Linked DNA regions of Mus musculus: all the other regions are linked to region 3. Evidence: chromatin contacts called from public Hi-C data. All regions are on one chromosome and are shown on one strand. Each heading gives the region's core, a stretch centred on a gene start, on an enhancer-like site or on the middle of the called end of the contact. The rest is flanking DNA. Distances are from core to core; before and after follow the strand shown. Region 1 holds the start of Fgf9 (fibroblast growth factor 9). Region 2 has its middle 36 kb from the start of 3110083C13Rik. Region 3 has its middle 38 kb from the start of Gm41162.

Evidence for each region. A called contact is a pair of places that touch in the nucleus more often than the background predicts.
Region 1: a Hi-C map of cerebellar granule neurons shows a contact between it and region 3, with 2.9 times the contacts expected there. The contact joins the promoter of Fgf9 here to the enhancer-like site in region 3. A contact is called at or near these places in 8 of 39 promoter capture datasets (the 3T3-L1 cell line, 3T3-L1-derived adipocytes, cancer-associated fibroblasts and 4 more), 5 of 484 Hi-C or Micro-C datasets (cerebellar granule neurons, cortical neurons, embryonic fibroblasts and 1 more), 18 of 115 datasets of contacts at active chromatin or transcription factors (SST interneurons, VIP interneurons, cardiomyocytes and 12 more) and 2 of 9 other capture datasets (embryonic stem cells and liver).
Region 2: a Hi-C map of cerebellar granule neurons shows a contact between it and region 3, with 4 times the contacts expected there. The contact joins two enhancer-like sites. A contact is called at or near these places in 2 of 39 promoter capture datasets (the 3T3-L1 cell line and hippocampal neurons), 3 of 15 datasets of contacts at CTCF or cohesin (large pre-B cells, pro-B cells and stem cell-derived epiblast-like cells), 53 of 484 Hi-C or Micro-C datasets (3T3-L1-derived adipocytes, the C2C12 cell line, the CH12 cell line and 29 more) and 3 of 115 datasets of contacts at active chromatin or transcription factors (astrocytes, embryonic fibroblasts and embryonic forebrain).

What each region holds. Positions count from the first base shown.
Region 1 is chr14:58,071,271-58,073,970 of GRCm38.p6, forward strand. It overlaps Fgf9 (fibroblast growth factor 9), which reads left to right and starts at 1,416. Exons shown (of 3, transcript NM_013518.4): 1 at 1,416-2,062. The coding sequence starts at 1,786.
Region 2 is chr14:58,033,744-58,036,443 of GRCm38.p6, forward strand. No RefSeq gene overlaps it. Among named protein-coding and RNA genes, the nearest start is that of 3110083C13Rik, 36 kb to the left of the region's middle. Within about 2 kb of position 1,253, at least 2 of the 459 cell types and tissues checked have an H3K27ac peak or open chromatin away from gene starts, as enhancers often do. A contact at or near this core is called in cerebellar granule neurons, where this site is marked.
Region 3 is chr14:59,082,799-59,085,566 of GRCm38.p6, forward strand. No RefSeq gene overlaps it. Among named protein-coding and RNA genes, the nearest start is that of Gm41162, 38 kb to the left of the region's middle. Within about 2 kb of position 1,518, at least 6 of the 459 cell types and tissues checked have an H3K27ac peak or open chromatin away from gene starts, as enhancers often do. A contact at or near this core is called in cerebellar granule neurons, where this site is marked.

The DNA.
Region 1 (2,700 bases), core at 166-2,665, 1.0 Mb before region 3:
GGCTTCCAAGTCACCCGCGGCAGCGAGCGAGCCCTGAGCAGCGAACAGCGCCCGTGCCCAGCCGGCGGCTCCTGTCTGGCTCTTAGGCTATGCAGAGAGCTTCGGGCCATGGAGCAACCCTGGAACTCGAGCCTTTCACTTCCAGGCAAAGTAGAGCTCAAGGTGGCAAAGCCCGTCCTGAGTAGCTTTGTTTGGGGGCGAGAGAGAACTCATTGGAACCTTCTCCCTGAAGACGCACACTCAGATCTGGGGCGTGAGTCGAACTCAAGGACAGGGGCTGTTTTCAGGCGCCCTGGGTGCCCTTTGCTCCTAGCCGCGGGAACCTGGGGGGAGGCAGGACCCGAACAACTCAAAGATGCGAACCAGAATTCCCTTAACAAACCCGAGTGTGGGCCCACCAGTGTGTGTGTTTTGTGTGTGTGTGTGTGTGTGTGTGTGTGTGTGTGTGTGTGTGTGTGTGAGGGAGAGAGAGAGAGAGAGAGTGAGAGAGAGGGAGAGAGAGAGAGAAGAATCTGACTCACACCCAACTGTCTTACCTGCAATATTGTTTGCGCGTCTGTAAGTCTGGCTGTAGAATGAAAGAGAAACTGCCCTGTCCAACCAAGCTCCCTACACCAACCCTTCCCTCCCAGTCTATTTTATAATGCGACGCAAGGTTACAGAGTCCGCGCGAAAACTGCTTTCTCAGTTCCCCTCTGACCCTGCGTCTCTAGCAAGCTAGATTTCTTGTGGCCGAATGTCTTCGGGCTGCTGCTTCCCGTCTCTGGCACCGCGTCTCCGGCGTCTCTAAAGCCGGGTTTCCTAGGTCGTCCTCCCGGAGAAGTCCCGCGCTCTGCCCGCCTGTGCCCGGCCTGCGGCAGAGCGGCTCGAGCGTCAGGGCGGGCGCTAGGACCGGGCGGAGCGGGGCGGCCGCCGCGCTACCTTAAACCCGGCCCAATGCCGCCGCCTGCGCCACTCTGCGCGCCGGCGGGGGCTGCGCAGGAGGAGCGCTCCGCGGCCACGGCGCTGCGCGGCCCGCGCGGCGACACCTGTTCGCGGCAGCCCGGGCAGCACGCGAGCTCCGGGACGCGGTCCTCGCCCGCCGCTTGCCGCTCGCCTCACTGCAAGCCGCTGGACCTCCGCAGAGCCTCTGCAGCGTTCTGGATACTAGCTTTGGACGCCGAAAGTTTTTTCCCCCTTCTTTTTGTTATATTATCTTTATTTTTTGGAGGAGGGACTGGGAGGAGAGATTTGTCGCCGCCGCCAACGTGAGATTTTTTTTTTCCCCTTGAAGGATTCATGCTGATGTCTGCAGAGTCGGTTAGAGAGTAAAAACAGCGCATGCCTTTCTGGAGTCAGGATCCGTAAATTCTGACGTAGCCCGAGCATCTTAAAAATCCCTGTAATATCGCCCAGGCACTTACGTTGCTATGGTCATTCTGATCTCTAAGCAAATGGAGAAACTACGGATTTTTTTCCCTTATTACGGTCGGATGGGATGAAGACCTTTCTGCCTGCTGAGAGTCGAGGCTCCATATGTAGCGATGCATAGCTGTGTTGATCAATGTCAGTGTGTGAGTATAAAGTGGTGGCTTCTTAGACTATCAGTGGTTTGACCTTGAACCTGTGCCAGAGAAACAGCCGATTACTTTTATTTATGCATCGGATGGATTGAAGAAAAGAACCCTTTTTCCCTCTCTGTCTGCAACTGCGGCAAGGGAGGGGAGTTGGATATACCTCGCCTAGTGTCTCCTGGTTGATACCATCATTATTGTTTATTCTTGTGCTTAAAAGCCGAGTCCTCTGATGGCTCCCTTAGGTGAAGTTGGGAGCTATTTCGGTGTGCAGGACGCGGTACCGTTCGGGAACGTACCGGTGTTGCCGGTGGACAGTCCGGTGTTGCTAAGTGACCACCTGGGTCAGTCCGAAGCAGGGGGGCTGCCCCGGGGCCCCGCAGTCACGGACTTGGATCATTTAAAGGGGATTCTCAGGCGGAGGCAGCTGTACTGCAGGACTGGATTTCATTTAGAGATCTTCCCCAACGGTACTATCCAGGGAACCAGGAAAGACCACAGCCGCTTCGGTAGGTATGCCTTTAACCCCTCACTGTCCACGCGCTGACACGGTCAGATTATTAACTACCAGAAAGGTGGTGGTTAGGCGGGGATGCTCGAAGGGCTATATTCTCATATTCATAACCCCTGCCCCCCACATCTTTGAGTATCTTGCCAGCCCAGGGAGGGGAAAAAGCCTCCGGAATTGCAGATCTGCGTCTGGCATTGGTGCAACTTCACCCTCAGAAGGCCCTTCTTTTCTTTTTCTTCTTCTTTATTTTTCTTAAAGGAGGGTGTGTGAGTGTGAGTATGAATATAACCCAAAGCCCAAGTTTTTTCATTTGATATGTGAGACGATAAGGTTTAAGAAGTTTCTTTTTAAACGGACCCATTTCCATTAGTTTAAAGCTTTAACCACTAAGAACTTTAAACTGCATCCAGTTTCCTGTAGGTAGCTGGTATCTTGCTCAAATTAAGTTTTTTTTTCTCCCTTCCCTTTTCCTCTAATAAGCATTCTGCCTGAATTGTAAATTAAGCGTGTCGTTTATTCCCGGTGGCTGGTCTGAAATCTCTCAGGCAAAGATTGCTGGGTGATCTGGGGGAAGCACTGAAGTCGTGTTTTAGATCCGAAACATCCGGGGCAGAAGCCCCTGGGGAAACTGACCCG
Region 2 (2,700 bases), core at 3-2,502, 1.0 Mb before region 3:
AATCCAAAATTTCAGACGTCTTCCAGTGGTTTCTGAATGTAGTCTGGGTGAGAATTAAACCATTGCATCAGCTGCTCTCAAGGTGTGTTCCTCAAACCAACAGCCTCAACATGGCTTGGTAGCAGGGGAGAGGTGCAAGCCCTTAGGACTCCAGGACCACGGACTCCCACGGAGTTCCATGGTGGATCAGCCTTTAACAGCTTGATGTCTCCTGAAACTTGGGTGAAGATGCACCCGCCAAACAGCCTTTCAGCGTCTAAGAGGCTGGGCTGCCCGTTCGCTCAGCTGGCAAAGAGGATCTGCGTTTACCACCTCTTGCTAGGTGCTGCTCCAATATGCACATTAATCCCTGTGTGTCTGTCTCAGTTGTTCCTTCTAGCAAGCCTTATGTGGGGGTAGAATTGACACATAGGCGACACCTTGTTATGAAGCGTGCCACGCGTGTCAGAAACTGCAAGATGCCACAGCTGAAAGGACGGTCATCGTCCTCACAGCACCGAGAGCTTAACCAAGTTCAGATGAGATGGAAGCAATTCAGCCGCATCGGACTGAATGCTGTGGAGGAGTTCTTGGCCTGGCATGTCTTCAAGGCGTAAGATCAGCAGTATGGCCACTCTGAGGATCACCGTGGTCATAGACCTGCTTTCCTGTAAGCTAACACTCATGTAGTGTTGAAAAGGGCAAGAATCAATTCATCAGACGTGGGCGAATAAGTCTATGATGGCCTTAGCATCTTCCCAAACGGGCAGGTCCTAAGGGAGCTGACTTAGCATCTCTGCAACCCACAGTGGTCTTGACATCAGGAATCACCCTTCAGGAAGTTTCTGCAATGGTAACCTGCAGATGGGCCTGCTGAGCTAGGCCAGGAACAGGATATTTGGAGAAAGGATCTTTTGACTGTAGGCTGAAAGAAATTATTATGGTATTGTCGAGGAAGGTATATACTCACTAGAGTAACAATGGCCTTAAATATATTCACAGGATTTGGGACACTGGTTCAGCAAAGAGGGTAAATTAGGTTGGGTAGTACCGGCTCTCTCCACACGAGGGAGCCTAGATTCCTCGTTTATATTTTCTATCCGTGAACGCAATTTGTATTTTCATCTTGCCACAAATTAAACATGAGTGACTTCTGTTTTATCATTTCAGGGTTTATTTCATGTAGTTTTGATGGTTCCATGACGTTCCAAACAGTTACGTCTTTTTCTTTTGGGATTTTGGGATGCCAGGTTAAGGCACTAGAAAAACATGGACCGTGTTTCTGCTAACAGTATCCTTTTATGAGCCTGATGCTATTTGGATTATCTGCAAAAACATCTTCTTCATTAGTGACTATGAACAAGATCTGTCAGTGAAATCGTCTCAAAAATATGCCTGTGCATATTTGAAAGAGTATTTACATAACACAGAAAACAACTCGTTGATTCATTTAAACTGGAGAAACAATTGTGTGGTATATTTTCTTATTACGGTGCTTTGGAGACCTCGCTGGCAACAAGTTGGGACCTGAGTGGCTTGGCTCCTTTTCAGATGGCATTTGGGAGTAAGAAAGGGGCTGTCTGTCCCAGAGGAGGGCCTGTGTGGGGTGGGGGTGAGTACACTGCCGCCAAGAGTGGGTGAAGCAAGTGGAAACTCCCCAAAACTGGGGTGTAAATTTGCAAAAGAATATTGAACCAGGCAAAAGGGAGCAAAGAAAAGGAGAAACTTTAATGACATTGGGTTAAAGTATCAAAAGTCAGGCCCCGAGGACAGGGCTCTGCGATGCTTCAGGGTTCGGGTACACTGGCACACAAAGCAGTGTTTTTTTCTTGTTTCTTTTTTTTTCTTCTGCTTTTCTAGAGAATTCCATTTTTTTCCTCACCATAACTCTCTCCCACCATAACTTTTTCTTGCTAAATAAATATGTCACGGGCTGAGGGGACAGGTGGGCTAATTTTCCAATTCTGTATGGTTTTCTGCAGAGACTAGAGGATCTGGGAGGATGGCTTAGTGAGGAGACAGGAATGGGTGTCCTGGGGGTGGGGCAAGTGCACAAGATTGTCAGCGTGCACAAGAAAATCCAGGTGGGGCTATATGAGTCTGAGATCTCAGTGTGGAGATGGGAAGATCTCTACAGTTCACTGGCCGGCTGATCTGGCAGAACTGGTGAGCTCCAGGCTCAGCGAGGTACTCTGTTTTAACAGAGATAAACATACATGTGTACTTGAGCATGTATACACACATGTACAGGCATAAAGAAAGGAAAAGTAGAGATACCAGCACTTCTGAAACTATTGATTTTTGCTGTGCCTCGCTGCAAAGTTTGTTCCTCGTCAGAGGGATAGGGATGGGGGTTGGGAAAGCACAACAGAACAGTGTGCCGGGCTATCCTCTTACGCAGACAGAGTGTAAGCATTTTCTCTAAGACACATGCTAAAATGCTCAGTCTTTAAATTAACATGACCCCATGTTCACATGACTGACCATGTCACCCAACCTGGCTGTGAGATGCGAGGGCCTGGTTTATTTATGTCTGTAGCTGTCATCAGCAGAGATCATGAATGAGAGAGGGATGTGTGAAGTCCCAAGAGTTCCCAGGGTGCTCTACGTTGGGTCATTATCCTGGGGTAATTGGCGTTGAAAGGGTAGGACCTCTAACGAGCTGTTTCTGTCCCTAATGGCTGGGAGCCTGGAAATTAGCACAGTGCCTGCTGTTCTACA
Region 3 (2,768 bases), core at 268-2,767:
CTTTATTTTACTATCTCCCTTCAGTGCTTGACTTTGAATTTAGCCCTCAAAGTCTCAGTGTCTGTGGAAGAAACCGATATGTCCTTTACACTCAATAGTTGCAAACATTTGTGTGATAGAATGACCTACATGTCCAGTAAAATGACTTTCAGCTAAAATAAATGGTTGTGTTTCTATCACTGCTCAGGCTTTATCTAAAATCATCTTGTTTGTACCACAAATATTTCTACTGTTATTGGTGGCAGTCACCAATCTTCACCCTACCCCCCACCCCCACCCTAAGGCTTGCTTCGCCTATATACATGTGGTTTCAGGAATAGAAACCAAGTCGAGTTGGAATTCTAAGGATATTATTAACTTATGTAGGATGCAATTTCCTTCTCCATCTGCATAAATGGATTGAGATATATATTACAAGGATCTTCAGACCTAGGTAAGTGTGTGCTTTAGCACAGGACTAAGGCTCACCCTCTGGAAATACTGTGATGTCCCTGCGTGCCACACCTAGAAAGAGCAACTCAGCAAACTTCAGTGCAAGTCCTTTTCTCTTTAGCTTTTCTTTCCTTTCTGATGCCCTTTCTCCTGAATACATGGCATACCTGGAAAATCCATGGAGAGCTAATTCCTTTTGGAGACACATGGTATGTGAAGCTCAATTTCATAGCCTATGGCAAAATGAGTTTATAATTATATGATAAACATTTAGTTGGATCTAACCATAAGTTTTTATCACAGGAAAATATGCCTTAGTTTATATTTATAGTTGTACTAGATAAAAAAAAATTCACCCTGGCCTACTGTCTCTTTAATATATCTAAATATTTTGTATGGCTTTTGACTTATAATAAGTTGGCTTATGAGTTGTTTAAAATTTTATTTTAAATCAGAAAATTTAAGGTAGTTGCTGATCTAATGCCAAGTCTTTCTGTATAATACAAACTTTTGGGAATTCATAGCTCTTCAATTTGCATCTGGAGTAAGATTTTAATAAGTTGTTATAGACTTGTGTCATCTATAAGTATATTGGAGGGTGTACACATGAATTAAATTCATTTTATTAAGATCTCATTTCTCACTGTGTGTGTTCCAGTCCCACCCAGTATGGATATATTTTATTTTCTTATCACATGGTGTAATGTTACATAAGTTATCATTAACAATGTTGATAATCTCCACAAGCCCAGTCCCAAATGGTTCTTGATTCCAAATTAGAAACATGCTGGCTTTAAAGTAATACTTTGTTGACTTTGAGGAAAAGTAAGTGGGTAAAATAAATATGTCTGCATATTCTCAGAGAAGCTGCCATCTAAATATCATCGAGACTGAAAGTGTTTCATGTACAATATCTTTTATTTATTTGTTTTGATACAGGGTCCCACTCTGCTGCTCTAGATGTCCTAGAATTCACTGTGTCATCACAGGCTGGCCTCAAACTCCCACAGATCCATGTGCCTCTGCTTCCTGAGTCCTAGAATTAACAGCATGCACCAGCACAGCATGGATTATGTCTCACTAATGGTGTGCTTTGTTAAAAATAAAAGATACTGCCTAGGCATTAAGGTTGCACTATAGATGCCATGTCCCATAGCTGCCTTTTTGTGAGGTAATTTCTTGGTTGTTACCATCATATGTCTCTGCAACTCTTGAAGAACTAAGTTACTATGATGCAGTGCAAGAATTTTTCAATAGAAATATAAAAGTAAGCAGGAAATTTATCAGACTTAACAAGCTAGTAAGAACTACAAAAGCTGACATTTCACACATAGCAACGATCCAAAAAGCAAAAGCCATGAACCAACCTTTGTCCACCAGCCCCACCGCATGGCGGTGTGAGAATTTACAGCTCATCAGAGGAAACTATTTTTACCAATTATTTAAAATGCTTCACATCAGTCGAATGCTTCGCGGCAAATGTTCTTTTCAAGTGGTAGAAGGACTCAGCATTCCACAAGAAAGAATGTATAGTCTTGACCTTGTTCCAGCCTTAAGAGACTCTAAGAATATCATGCTTTTTCCTGCTTAAAACACATATTGCAGCAGACAAACCTTGAATTTTAAATCTAAATGCTTCCAGAAAACTTTGCAGTATTGTTTTTGCAGCTTACAATACAGAATCAGAAGAGTCTGTGGTTTGCTTTATTTTAGGCAATAACATTTTATTCATTAAAATTTGTCTGGGTATCTTGTTATCTCCAAGCAAATAATTGCATTTCAAAATATGAGGATATATAAAACACTTCAGCACCACATACAACTCTAAGAGACCTTTAGAAGTTAAATCAGTGATTTCCCACTTCTCACTTCTCTCCTCCTGTTCCTTCAGTTTGTTGCTTAAATTGCACTGCACAAATCTTACAGTGATGCTTGCTTTTATGAGAGGGATTTCCCTTTAATCCAATGTACTTCTTTTTAGTAAGCATTATTGCATATACTTAAGGTATACAGCAATGATGTATAACCATCATCATGTGGTGTCACACACATAGTGACCCCCTTGGGGTATTTTTATGATAAGAGTAGCCAAGGTCTCCTCATACATTGTGAGTCCTACTTAAAGAACTTGATTACTATATACAGTCCTTGTACTTCACACACAGTCTCTGGGTTCAATCTGTCACCTTTCCCCATAAATCTAAGATCTTTAGAAAACAAGCAGACAGTGACTTTCTGCCCATTTTTGAGACCAGAGTGCAGCAATATATTTTAAAGAAATAAATACATTCTTAAAAAGAAAATCCTTCAATACAATTTTTTTGTGAGAAGCAAAA